Regions from separate parts of the Mus musculus genome. Here regions 1 and 3 are each linked to region 2. Evidence: chromatin contacts called from public HiChIP or PLAC-seq and capture Hi-C data. All regions are on one chromosome and are shown on one strand. The core of a region is the stretch at or near the end of the contact, and the rest is flanking DNA. Distances in the headings are between cores, read along the strand shown. Region 1 has its middle 12 kb from the start of Gm39792. Region 2 overlaps Pbx3 (pre B cell leukemia homeobox 3). Region 3 overlaps Mapkap1 (mitogen-activated protein kinase associated protein 1).

Evidence for each region. HiChIP or PLAC-seq counts read pairs in DNA pulled down with a chosen protein or histone mark. Capture Hi-C pulls out chosen DNA fragments and counts their contacts.
Region 1: a capture Hi-C map of embryonic tail shows a contact between it and region 2, with 4 times the contacts expected there. The contact joins two enhancer-like sites. A contact is called at or near these places in 1 of 115 datasets of contacts at active chromatin or transcription factors (embryonic basal ganglia) and 2 of 9 other capture datasets (embryonic tail and embryonic trunk).
Region 3: a contact with region 2 is called in a FOXA1 HiChIP or PLAC-seq map of pancreatic cancer cells. The contact joins two enhancer-like sites. A contact is called at or near these places in 1 of 39 promoter capture datasets (hippocampal neurons), 1 of 115 datasets of contacts at active chromatin or transcription factors (pancreatic cancer cells) and 1 of 9 other capture datasets (embryonic trunk).

What each region holds. Positions count from the first base shown.
Region 1 is chr2:33,918,550-33,922,830 of GRCm38.p6, forward strand. No RefSeq gene overlaps it. Among named protein-coding and RNA genes, the nearest start is that of Gm39792, 12 kb to the left of the region's middle. Within about 2 kb of position 1,707, at least 35 of the 459 cell types and tissues checked have an H3K27ac peak or open chromatin away from gene starts, as enhancers often do. A contact at or near this core is called in embryonic tail, where this site is marked.
Region 2 is chr2:34,247,488-34,251,900 of GRCm38.p6, forward strand. The region is part of intron 2 of Pbx3 (pre B cell leukemia homeobox 3); the gene reads right to left. Among named protein-coding and RNA genes, the nearest start is that of Pbx3, 120 kb to the right of the region's middle. Within about 2 kb of position 2,179, at least 184 of the 459 cell types and tissues checked have an H3K27ac peak or open chromatin away from gene starts, as enhancers often do. A contact at or near this core is called in embryonic tail and pancreatic cancer cells, where this site is marked.
Region 3 is chr2:34,544,262-34,548,550 of GRCm38.p6, forward strand. The region is part of intron 7 of Mapkap1 (mitogen-activated protein kinase associated protein 1); the gene reads left to right. Among named protein-coding and RNA genes, the nearest start is that of Gm34178, 29 kb to the right of the region's middle. Within about 2 kb of position 2,335, at least 44 of the 459 cell types and tissues checked have an H3K27ac peak or open chromatin away from gene starts, as enhancers often do. A contact at or near this core is called in pancreatic cancer cells, where this site is marked.

The sequences.
Region 1 (4,281 bases), core at 457-2,956, 330 kb before region 2:
CCTCTTCTGGCCTCTATCGGTACTGCACACATGTACAGACTGTATAAGTCAGGTCCATGCACTACATATTAAATAAAGAAAACAGAGGCCCAAGGGTAGCCTTAAGTCTTGAGAAATCAGAATATCTGTTTGTATTAGTAAGGGGAACATTGTGAATGGTAAGACATTCTATCACATGTTATCATTCAATTCACTTTTTTTTTTGTAATAGTCTCTATTTCAAGGGTAAGGAAATCATATTCACAGAGGCTAAGTTCCTATCCCCAAATCACACATCCAGTATATTCTAGTGACAAGACAAATCTAAACCACTTATACTTCCTCCTCGATCTGGGATGGAAGTAGGGGGTCATCCCAGGCTATGGGTGTGAGAGGCTGGCTCTCTCTGAACCTATTAACAAGCCTTTCTCATAGTTCCTCAGTCCCAGGAGAGGCCATCTGACTGGCCTGCCAGGGGTCATAGGTTACGAGCCCCACTATGATTGGCTCCAGTGGGGTCATATATTCTTTTCTGGTCAAATGACTCAGACGGGGGTGATGCAATAACACAATGTGGCTTCAGAGGCAGCAGAAGTGTCTGGGGGAATGGCTTTCCCCCCATAAATAACTTTGCCTGGAATTATTGAGTTCAAGCCTTGTGTAGTCATTATGTAGCATCAAGAGCTCTTTGTTACACATACTAAGTGCATTTGACCCTCACAACCCTGTGAAACCATCTCTAGCCTCACTGTGAAGAAAAGGCTCAGAGACTACGGGAGCAGCCCTGTCTCACATCTTACGTCTCTCAACTGGTTCTCTTGCAAGAAAACTGTACTGTGAAGGCTGGGGTACCTTCTCTCAAAGCCTCCCCTTGCTGATCTCTCTGCTCTCTCCTGCTTATCGGAACAGAACCCTGTGGCCTCGTGCTGTCTGAGGGTCATGAGCCATTAATTCACACACACACACACACACACACACACACACGCTCACCTCCATTCGTTCAGTGTATAGTTCCCAAGTACCTGGTTCTGTACACCACTGAGACCCCACTTTCCTGTGCTTTATTGTCCAGTGGGGAAGACAGACATTAAACAGATAATGACACTAATAATTATTTCATTGCGATTGTTAGAGATGTTATGAAGAAGTCCAAGGGGGCTCCGAGCATTTATGACCAGAGAAGTGACTCAGGAGTGTGTGTGTTGGGGGGGGGGGGGGGGAGACGGGACCAATACCACCAGGAAGGCAGTGTTAACTGGAGTTCTGGAAGGGTAGTGAAAATAGAAACTGACCGGAGGAATAGGAAGGCAGAAAACAGTGCTGACAGCAATAACAAGATTTGGAGGCTCAGACAACTTGGTCCAGGAAGCCTGGACCAGGGAGACAAAGCTTAGGAGGGGTTCCACAATCTGATTCTGCCCTTCAGGCAACTCCGCCTGCATCCATGCTTCCGGCCCAGGCTGTCTTATGGAGGCACAGCACGGGCTGGAGCAAGGGGTTTGGGGGCAGTTGTCTCTGCAGAGGCAGCAGCTGCAAGCAGCCGCTATTCTCTGGCCGTTCTCTGGCTCCCAGGTCAGGAGGAGGGAGGCAGCAGAGGACGCGCCTAGCACGATTTTTATATATGTGTGGCCATAATATTTAAGTGTCTTGGCTGTAAGCCTGAGACTAGGTCCCCCGACAGCCAGGCCTTGCTCCACACGCTCTAACAGCTGTCTGTAAAACCCGTTTATGGAGTCGCCATAAATTTCCCAGATGCTGCAAACCACAGGACCTGGGACAAAGAGTCGTAGGGAGGGAGGCGTGGGAGAAAATGGTGGCCTCTGCATCTCTCCCAGCTTGTCCTCTGGGTCCCCTAGCCTGCCCCCTGCCCACCTGGGGCCGCCTTACCCTAAATTCTTTTATTGAAGCTGATCTGAACACTGACCCCGTGGGGCCTGGCTGGGCAATCCAGCTCAGCACGGATGCCGGCGCTCTCAAGATTGCGGCAAAAGGTGCCGTAAATCAGAACTAAGTGTCATGATAGTGATTTGAACTGACACTGTTCTCACCTTGTCCATTTACCGGGAAATATATAACAGGAATAGATTGAGCCTGTCATATTGTACCTGAAAAATACAGCTGTTGGGGAGGAGAGGCAGGTGGCACCACGGCAGGGTCCCAGCGGGCAGTGGGGTGCTTAGCGGTGGAGGAGGAGGTGGGGGTGGGGGGTTTGTCAGCATTCCATTGGACTGAAAGCTTGCTCTCCAAGTCAGGGCACAATGGCCTGACCAGCCTCCCAGGTAGCCATGCCCCACTTGTTACAGAAACCCACCTACCCCTCTCTACTGCCCTGAGGGCTCCACCTGCCCAGGCCACAGAACTCTGTGTGTGTGTGTGTGTGTGTGCCCACACTTGCGCACACGTGTGTGGTGTGTTGGGATGAATGAAAGTGTTCTACTACTGAGTCACACCCTCAGTCTTAAAATAAGAAACCAAAATAAGAAAAAGCCTTTTAATTCAGGATATACATATAGAAAAGCACACAGATCATAAATACATTGCTTGGTTAATCTTTCCAACCAGACAAAACATACCTGAGCTCCTGACCCTCAAATACAGAAGCCTTACCCCACCCCCACTCCCAAGAAACTCCCAGCAGCTCTCCCCACAGGAAAGGGCTGATGATGGCTGACACCGCCTCAGTTTTATCCAGGGTGGCTGAGTGAGGTCATTTTGAAATTCCCACCTGTTATTTGGGTTCCCATAGTTGAAGAAGAGCCTTTTGTCTTCACTATGCGAGCTGCAGCTCAGTGACAGGGAACTCGCCCGGGCAACAGCTGGGCTCCCCTGAACCCTGAAAACACAAGGACCATATTAACAATGGAGAAGAGAACCTGCAGAATGGCTCAGTTGTAAATGCTTACTGTAAAAACCTATCCCCTGCACCCATGTGAAACATTGGGTGTGGTTACACACTCCTGTAGCCCTAGCTCTGGGAGCTGCAGGTAGAGAGAGGTAGAGCCAGGATCATCCATGGGGCTCACCAGTTTAGCCCAAAGCTCTGGGTTCTGTGAGAGACACTGTCTCAAAAAGTAAGATGGAGGGAAATTGAAGATGTGTGTCATAGACATCTGGCTTTCATACACACACACACACACACACACACACACACACACACACACACACACAGAAGGCAAGGAAGAGCATATCAAGAGCACCATCAACAGATGCTGTTGCTGTCTCTTCTCCTCTGGAGGATTCCAGTCTGACTCCAGAGGAGAGATGGGGTGTGGGAAGGCAGGGTGGGACTGGAGTCAGGAAGGGTCTACCAAAGGGGATCAAGGTATACAGAGTTCTGAACTGTGGCTGGGAGACAAGAGGGTGGAGAGTTATAGGGGCTCAGGCTTGGACACAGGGCTGGGTTGAGTGCACTGACTGACGAGGAATGGCCCCCATAAGCTCTTATATTTGAATGCTTGATTATCAGGGACTGGCTATACTTGAGAGGGATTAGAGAGTGTAGTGTTGTTGGAGTAGGTGTGGCCTTGTTGGAGGAAGTATGTCACTGAGGGTGGGCTTTCAGTGTTCAAGCCAAGCCTAGCATCTCTCTCATCCTGTCACCTCTCCAGCACCATGTCTGCTTGCGTGCCACGAGGCTTGTAACAGACTAAGGCTCTGAAGTGTAAGCAAACCCCAATGAGATGCTTTCTGTTATAAGGGTTGCTGTGATCACGGCGTCTCTTTACCGCGATAGAACACTGACTAAGACAGTTGAGGCTCTGGAATCAGAGGGGAATTGAGGACAGGGTAACAATGAAGGATGATCCAGGAGGAGCCCTGAGCTGGGGTGGCACAGGGTGGGAAGATGCCGGGGCCCAAATCTTACGGTACCAGAAGGTGCATGCGAGGTGAGGCTCCAAAGCCCTGCCAAGCCATGGGGGAAGGATGAGGTCTTTGGGGTGTGGGCAAGGCTACTTCCTTTCCTATCTGTCCCTTCTTTGAAGCCTAATGTGGGTAGGTCTGCATGGCCAAGTCCTCCCAACTCCACAGACCAAGCAGTAATTCACCGGCAGGCAATCTTTTGTCTCTCTCTTGGGGTCCCATGCCTCTCAGCTCAGGGTGGATCCTGATTGGTTCCCACCCTTGTCCTTCTGCCAGTCTTGGAGCTCTGCCCTGATCCCATCTTGCTGGCTGGACCCAACCTCCTTACACTGAGGGACACCCTCATAAGCAACTGCTGTCTCAGGAACAGACAGCCGCTCTCCCCCCTTCTCCTTCCCTGCCCTTGCCACTGTCTACCTGCTATATCTCTTTGCCTCCTGT
Region 2 (4,413 bases), core at 929-3,428:
TTATATCTTATAAAAATATTTACAACTTATTACTTGCATTAAGATTTTCTTAATTTTTAGATGTTTATCTCATATACTCTCACAGATGACAGCATTAAAAAGAAAACCATTATGTAAACACATTTATGTTTGGAACTGTTCTGAGTAGATATGGGGAAAGTTGAGCTGTAATTGTAAATCAAGTTCTTATGAAAATGCTGATTGGAGTAAGAGGCCTCATAGTGGGGGCTCCCATTAGACCAGGGTCAAATCAAACATGAGATGTAGGTAACAGTAGTGTCTTCATTCTTAAATGGAATAGAAGTAGTTTTACACATACAAATATGCACACATGTATACACACACACACACACACACATATATCAAGAATAACTAAAGAAGTTATGAGTTTGTCAGGTGTAAGAGGAACACGGGAAGAGTTGGAGAAGAGGTAAAAATAATGTAAATAAAGAACTCATTTATGAAATTTTCAAAAACTTAAAAAAGCAAAAAGAAAATTCTGGGAGTTTATACTTAATATGCATGTGTGCATATTAAAAACTAAAATTCTAAAGGCCCAATGATCACTAAATTTGTATGTTTTTCATTTTATTTTACGAAAGAGCCCCACTCCAAGATTTAAAAGAAAATAAACTTTTAAATTCTTGTTGCAAAATTAAAGCAATTCAATGGAAAAACAATGGGCTCCATGAATATTTTATTCTATTTGTGTAACAACAAACTGCAATTTTTCTGCATACATGAGTGTAATAATCTGTACATTGGCCTATTATATAAACTACTGACAGTAGCATGTCATTCTTCCTCTAGTTGGACATTTTACTTACAGGGTTCTAATGCTGCCTGTTTGACTGGACCACTTTGTAGTAACAGGGGGTGGAGGTCTGCAATCTTTAGTGATTCAACCTTCACTTTAGAAAGTTATACTTTTATATATTTCTATCGGACTAAAGATTATCTATTTATAATTGTGTGTTTTAATGGTTAGCAGCGACATTAAAAATATGTACCACATAACAGAATGGTCAATGTTGTCCTGGTGGGTGAAAAAGCAAATGGTATGTGTTTTCAAAAACAGCTTATTTGTGGAATAGGAACACAGTATGACAGAAAAGAAGTAAACACTTTCAAGTAATACATGCTATTTCATAAGTAGAAACAAAAGACAAAGGTGCAAAGCTCGTTTCCTAGGAATTATGACTTTGGCTGTGATGGAGGTAAATGTCATCTCTTCTGGCAACTACACACAGCCTTGAAAGGATGGCCTAATTCCTTTTGGAAAAATTTTCACTGTGTTTCCTCCTGGCCAAATGTTCCAGGTTTTACTCACAGAATGCTGCACACACAATCATTTATTTTAAAGAAAAGCACCAACTGTACCAGGGAATTGTTTAGGAATCCAAAAGGGAGCAGGGCTTCTAGTATTTCTTTTATTAATCTTTACAAATCTCAGTATGGTGTTGTTTTACTGGCAGGAGACTTGGCTAGTCAGTCCTCCCAAGCAGACTAATTCTGACCCCCATAATTAGATATATAAGGTAAGGTACACACTGTAGAAATCCTGCAGTTATCTTCTCTGATACTCTACAAAAAGAATAGAGAAAACAGACACAACCTTCCTGGCAGCGCCATTTCCTGAGTGGAGCTAAGGCACTGGCAGGGAAACTCTAACAAGGGCATTTTCCTGTGGTTTCCATATAGAAATCCTTTTTTTTAAAACAGGATTTTCTTTTCTGTAGCATTTTCCAACCAATAATAATGAAGTAATAATCCCCCATCATCTAGGACATAGGTTCTCAACCAATGTTTGTACAGCTCAATTCCCTGTGCTTCCCTATGTAAGTCAGTTCCATTGAAAGACACCATCATTAAGTTAGGATACCTCCACACCAATTACAGAAGAGAAACCTAGCAGATGATGCTTCAGATTCATGGCGAAGGGTTTTGTTTTTGTCTTATCATTACCCCCCCCCCCCCAACCACCATTTTCCCAAGATGTCCATGTTTTGCAGCTGGCTTGGCATTTTCTCCTGTGTCCGTTAAAATGTGCACATGGAGCCTTTCCGCTGTCCTCCTCTGAGATTCTCCTGTAGGCGGCAGCTCAGAGAGCTGAAATCCTGGAAAGACTCCTTCCCCTACCACAGCAGCAAAGCAAGTTTCAGGGCTTGGGTTTGAGGACTCACTGAGCAGCGGTTAGAGCGGGAGTCTCAGCGCCCATTGTTCTCTGCGGCCACAGCCCTCCCGCCTAGCCTGACAGCGCTCCCGCCCTGACTGCATAATTAATGCAAATGGAGCAGCCTCCCGGTCTGCAGCTCTTAGGGTTTACTTTTGTGCAACACTTACGCAGGAATATTAACTAGAGAAAGCAGCATCACAACAGGGGTGGAAAATCAGCCTGTCAGTGACTCATTCCAAATGCCACAGAGAGCTGAACGGCTTCGAGATTGTTTCATCAAGGTGATTGAGAACAAAAACTACCGCGGAAAGAAAATTCGAGCCGAAACCAAGCTCCCACGCAGGCAGTATTTTTGGCTCTAGCGACATTCCATAGGAGAAAGATTGCTGCCACGCCTTTATGCAAACTTGTGGTGTGCAGCCCCCCCCCCCCCCAGAATGGCGTTCCTCAGCCAGGAGATAGGACCCCACTCTGCACCGGTCAGTGGTACCCCAGAATCACCGGGGGCGGGAGATCCACATTTAACAGAATCCAAGGCTTATGTCCCAGGAGATGCCTGAAGGGCTCTGCCATAAGGTGCCACGCTGCTGTACCGTTGTGACAGATCACACTAAATTAAGGACAGCTGACTGTGTGGAAGCATAGAGGTTTTTTCTCTACACCGTGCTATGGGTAAAAGTAATTAAACTCCATATTTAAGCTTGCAATCATATTATAACAACAAAAAAGTATGCATCTTTTGAAGTAATCCTAACAGCGTTTTCAGAATATTCTATATAAGATGTGTTCTTAGAGAGCCGAGAAAGTGACGCCCACTGCATGGCTATGAGCACCCGTCTTCTCACACTTGCCAAACTGGCATAATGGCTTACTATGTCAAGTATTTAAAGAATCAGGATTTTGTATTTCAAATACATGCATTTACTTAATTTCATTTAGACTTAAATGGGATTATAAATTTGTGAACAAATTCTGATCAATTACATTAAGGCTATGTTTTAATAATGACAATCAAATCTTAAACTTTACAAAGGTTTTACACATTTTAAGAAATTACTTTTCTACTTTCAAGTGGAAAAAAAAAAGAAAGCATGGTTGAAAATTTTAACTCATTTTTTTAGGTGTAAAATAGGAGAATAGAATAGGAGAGGGGTGCATATCAAATCCACACCTCCCCTAAATGCCATCAAATACGTGTCTGTTTCAGGAAGAGCTTGTGAGCCACTTCTGGTCTCACATAACAGAGTGACTTAATCCTGAACATTTTCTAGAAAATTTTCCACAAAGGGGTCAATTGTATGCCACAAAGTAACCACTCATGGATTTGTCTACTAAATGGCCGAGAACTAAACCCATCTGAGTATCTTCACTGCTTAATTAAATATGTGCACAATAACTGAAAATCATCTCTTTATCCATTCAATACACTATGGGGCAGAAGAGATCAAAATAGACACGCTGATCAAAAGGTTTTCTTTAGACAGGAAGCAGCCGTCAGACCGTTGTTACAAATTAAAGGTATTATATTCAATCATTTTTAATCTCTTAAAAATGAATAACCCTTCTCTGCACGTTAAATCATTTTTCTCCAGAGGTAGTGTTTCTTTTATGTCTAAGTGCACACATTACTTCATCATGCTCCAGGTCTACTAGCCGTGGTGGCCATTTATCCATCGCTCACCTAAGTCAACGTGCTCACCAGCTTTGGCCTCCTATTTCACCAAAAGCTTCTATGTATAAAAAATGAGAATCCATACTCATTATGGATGATAACCTCCTGAATTTCACCCTAAACATTAATGTTCTTACTTGCATTCTGTAGTTAATAACTTCTATATTAACAAATGCTGCTTTATGATCAGTTACTATGTATGTAAGTACAAGGTAAGAAAAACTTAAACCTTATTTTCAAAAATAAGCAAATTTACCCTCTGATTTTTTTATTGATTGATTGTATTTATTTCTTTGTTTGTTGTTTATTTGGTTTTTCAATACAGGGTTTCTCTGTGTAGCCGCCCTGGTTGTCCTGGAACTCACTTTGTAGACCAGGCTGGCCTCGAACTCAAAAATCTGCCTGCCTCTGCCTCCCAAGTGCTGGGATTAAAGGCGTGCGCCACCACTGCCCGGCTACCCTCTGATTTTTAAACATTTTACCATTAAGAATTTATAATCTAGCTGGTAAGGCTGTACACATTTAATCACAAAACTTTGGAGGCAAAGGAAAGCAGATCTCTTTG
Region 3 (4,289 bases), core at 1,085-3,584, 300 kb after region 2:
GGATGTTTAATTAGCTGAAGTCAGAGTGGATAAATTGGGAGAGGACTGCCTATGCAGAGAGGTGCCTTTTCCCACAGCTCTCATTTAACTGGGTGTTTTTTTTTTCTTTTTTACCTCATTACTGTTTTCTATTTCAAAGCAGCATCTTTAAATTAGGGGGAAAGAAGTAGAGAGGAAGTACCAACAAAATGACTTTGATGTCCATTGGAAACTTAATAGTATTCCCAGCATTTTTATGTTTAATCTCTACACAAGACCTTGTGACCTGGGCTGTATCCTGTTTTGCTTTTATGGTTGTGAATGCCATGAATGGGGAATATGTGTGCACACCTGTGTGTGTGTGTGTGTGTGTGTGTGTGTGTGTGTGTGTGTGTGTGTGTGTGTGTGTATGTATGTAAACACACCTGCACAATTCGTGAGTATTGATAACAGGTAACAGATAAAATTAGATTTTTAAGTTCTGTGTAATATTTCTCAACCACAGAATTTCCTCACTGTGAAAGGCTGTTGAAAGCTTTCTAGGCTAAGGGAAATAGATTGTGTGTTGACAGTCCACGTGAGGTCAGGAGCTGGGCTGCACAAGCACAGGTGAGCAAGCGGCACTTGTGAAGTTTATTTATCCCACTGTGTGCAGATTGTGCCTAAAAGTAAAAATAGAATTGTAAACATTGAATCCTAGTTAGCCATTTAACTACAGGGTGTTCTAAATATGCTGGTATCTGTCTCCTGGTTCAAATGCATTCGAAAAGATGGGAGTGGGGTAAATACTTGCTGGAGCAAATGGGGTCAAGTGTTAGGTATGGAATGTGGCAGTAGGTACCTGAATTTTTTGTGTACAGTTGTCAGCTTTTCAGGGCTACCAAAGTTAATAATAAAATGGAGGGTGGGGAGCTGGAGAGGTGACTCAGTGGTCAAAGCATGTAGCCCGTAAGCCCAGGGAGCGCAGCCGTGTAAAAGGCTAGATGCTCACTGCACACGCCGCTCCGCCCAGCGCCGGGAGGCAGACAGGCAGAGCTCAAGAACAGGCTGCTTAGTTGGTCTAGACAAAACAGTCAGTTTCTGGGGTAGTGGGAGACTTTCAAGCCAATAAGACAGAAAGCAGCACGGGAAGATACCCAGTAGTGTGGGATATTTTATTTTTCTATACATAATATGTTAAATAACATTTGAGGTCATGGTTTCCTTCTTTCATTTACCCGTGGCTTTAACTTTCCATGTAAAGTTACAGATTGATAATAATTATTACCACTTACATCAGCACTTTTCAAACACATATTTTAGTTGGCTGTTAGTTTCATTTTATATATGGAGTGACACTAGAGCTAAGAGAGGCTACACAGTAGTAATGAATAACCTGAGACCTAAACTCATGGGTCCCTGTATTGTCCTGTTCACGACTACAAGGTGTGTCCTCAGTACTGGGTTCATTTCAGGACACATAGCTAGCTCAGTGGAGACATGTGTACACCCCTCCCCTAGAAAGATCAATCTGCTTCCTTCTAGAATGGGAGTGTGATGCTGTAGGAAAAACCTAGACTTTGGAAATAAATCACCCTGAGTCCTCAGCAGCACCTCTGATAAGCTGTAAAATGAGACAAGTCATGAACCCCTTGCAGCCTCAGTCACAGGCTCTGAAAAGGTTGTAGGATTGCCGGGTGCTTATAAGATATTTAATCTATACAGAGAACTCAGTGGAAGTCACGTGTTGTCATCACCCTTGGGCCTAAGTTTCTCTGGAGGTGTTGCTTTACTTTGTTTCCATTCATTGACCTGGCTTTTGCCTATAACTTTATGTTTCCAGCAAGTTAAGTCTGTAGGAAACTTAATGTGATATAGAAGGAGCCTTGTATTGCACTTGAACTTGAGGCTGCTGGAAGCACCGTTTCCAAGAAACAGCTGCTTTCCTAACAAGGATGCCCATGCCATGATAGAGGAGGATTGATATCACAAGACTCCTTTGTCACACAGCTTATGTCATCAGCTTCCTGTGCCAGAGAGTCTGGAGGTAAAGCCAGCAGAAGGGTGCTGCCAAGGAACTTACTTATTTACAAGTGGCATTTGCATGTTTCTGTGGTAGAGAGAGGTTTAGCACTTTGCTGCTGCTTCTCAGGAACGGCTGCATGAAGAGGATATCATGAGAATGACTGTAGGATTACTACAAGCAAAGAGGCTCGGGGTGCTGTGTCTGTCTCTGGGAAGAGTATGAGTCTTACCCCACCCAGCACAAGCAGAAGACCCTTTCTACAGGCATGCCAGCCTTCTGTGGATCCTCTTGCCAGCTGGAAGAATTCTTCCTCTGCCAAGATTGTGTTAGCTACTTTGCATAAAACCACTCCTTTACAAGAGTTAGCCCACCCCAGCAGACTTCTCCGAGACCAGCCAAGCATCCTCCACAGTGTTCCACTGCTTGCAGAGGCCTGACACAAGAGCCATTTTCCTCCATAAGCAGCTCAGAAGGAAGTTTTCAGCAGCTGCAATATGACAGCAGAGCTCTTCCTTTTCGGTCAGTTGCAGCTGAAAGAACTTTCTACCATGTACCTGTGATTGCTGTGGAAAGGTGTGTCCTCAGTACTGGGTTCGTTTCAGGACACATAGCTAGCTCAGTGGAGACATGTGTACACCCCTCCCCTAGAAAGATCAATCTACTTCCTTCTAGAATAGGAGTGTGATGCTGTAGGGGAAAAGAAGCTGATATCCCAACACTTGAGAGAGAGGAGCAAAAGGATAAGGACTTCAGTGCCAGCCTGGGCTCTGTGAGTCTCAGAAACCCAAGCAAGAGCTAGTCAGTGAGGCTGTCTTTTTCTTATTGTGATAATGTCTAGAGACAACGATAGTTTAAATTCAGGCCAACAGCATTGGGTTTGCACCAGGAGGCAGCTATCATCCACACCTGCCTCTGTGACTCCCTAGGTCACAGGATGAAGTGTGGGGGTGCCATTTTGTCATCAAACTAGTTTTCCACAGGGAAAGCCAGTGAGATCCAAGTAAAGCTCTAGTGCTGGAGGAACTAGAGTGGCCTTGGGGCTCTTCAGTATTCCTAGAGACTGTCACTACTAAGTCAAAGGAATACCAGACCATAGCAAAATGTGAGTGTGCTGGGTTTTCCCCTGTACTACATTTAATAGTGGAACAATATGAATTAAGATGAATTACAATTTAAGTAAAACAAACAAACGCACTGAAGGGTCACACAGATTTTTCAAGCATCAGTTGTCAAAAGCATCCTTAGTGCTCAGTAAGTATTCCAGCAGCCTCTGCTGTGCTGGGCAGCATGGGAAGAAGAGAGTAAAGCAACAAGATGTAAGGACAGTGGTTCTTGCTTGTAGCTTCACGTGTCCGTCTGTGTTTCTCTAGCGTCAGTCGTGCCCTTACTTTCTCTTTGTTTCCATGAGCCCCCTGTCCTGTCCACCAGCACTGGACCAGGCAGTAGGAGCTGGGCAGACTCCCAAAGAGTGAGTGACTCTGCCTGGCTCAGTGGCTGGGAAGGTTGGCAGGTCTCAGAGCCTCAGCCTTGTAGCATCTTGGCTTTGCAGCAGCAGATCTGGAACTGACACTGGCAACCTGATAATCTTGCCAGATGTTGATGACTACCTTTCTAAAGACAAGTATGATCAGATCCTTTTCCTTTGTCAGAGGGATGTTGAACTTAAGTAAATTAATTGTGAACAATAATGATTTCCTTTTGGTTTGCCAGAACTTTGGTTGGCCCAGAGGTGGTGACTGATGCATTTTGTAAAATCAACTAAAACGCTGTCTCATGACCTGCAGCCTTTTCACTGGCTGCTGGCCCAGGCCACCCTTTGTTTGTTTGTTTGTTTGTTTTTTAAGATTTTTATTTATCTTATTATGTATGTGAGTACACTGTAGCTGTCTTCAGACACACCAGAAGAGGGCATCAGATCTCATTACAAATGGTTGTGAGCCACTATGTGGTTGCTGGGAATTGAACTCAGGACCTCTGGAAGAGCAGTCAGTGCTCTTAACAGCTGAGCCATCTCTCCAGCCCATCGGGCCACTATTTGTTTAGGAACAATTCATTGCATTTTCGTTGTGAGAGACTAAGTTATTTCACAGTTGAAACATTAAGTGAACACTTAAATATCTTCAAATCAAAAGGCTATTCACATTATACAGCATTGCCACCCAGCTCCCAATACCTATATGTGTGTGTTTGTGTGTGTGTAAATGTACATATATATATACGTGTACATATATACATCTATATGTACATATATATGTCTCTCCGGCATCATCAAGAGCCAGAGGAGCATGCCACAGCCAGGCAATTG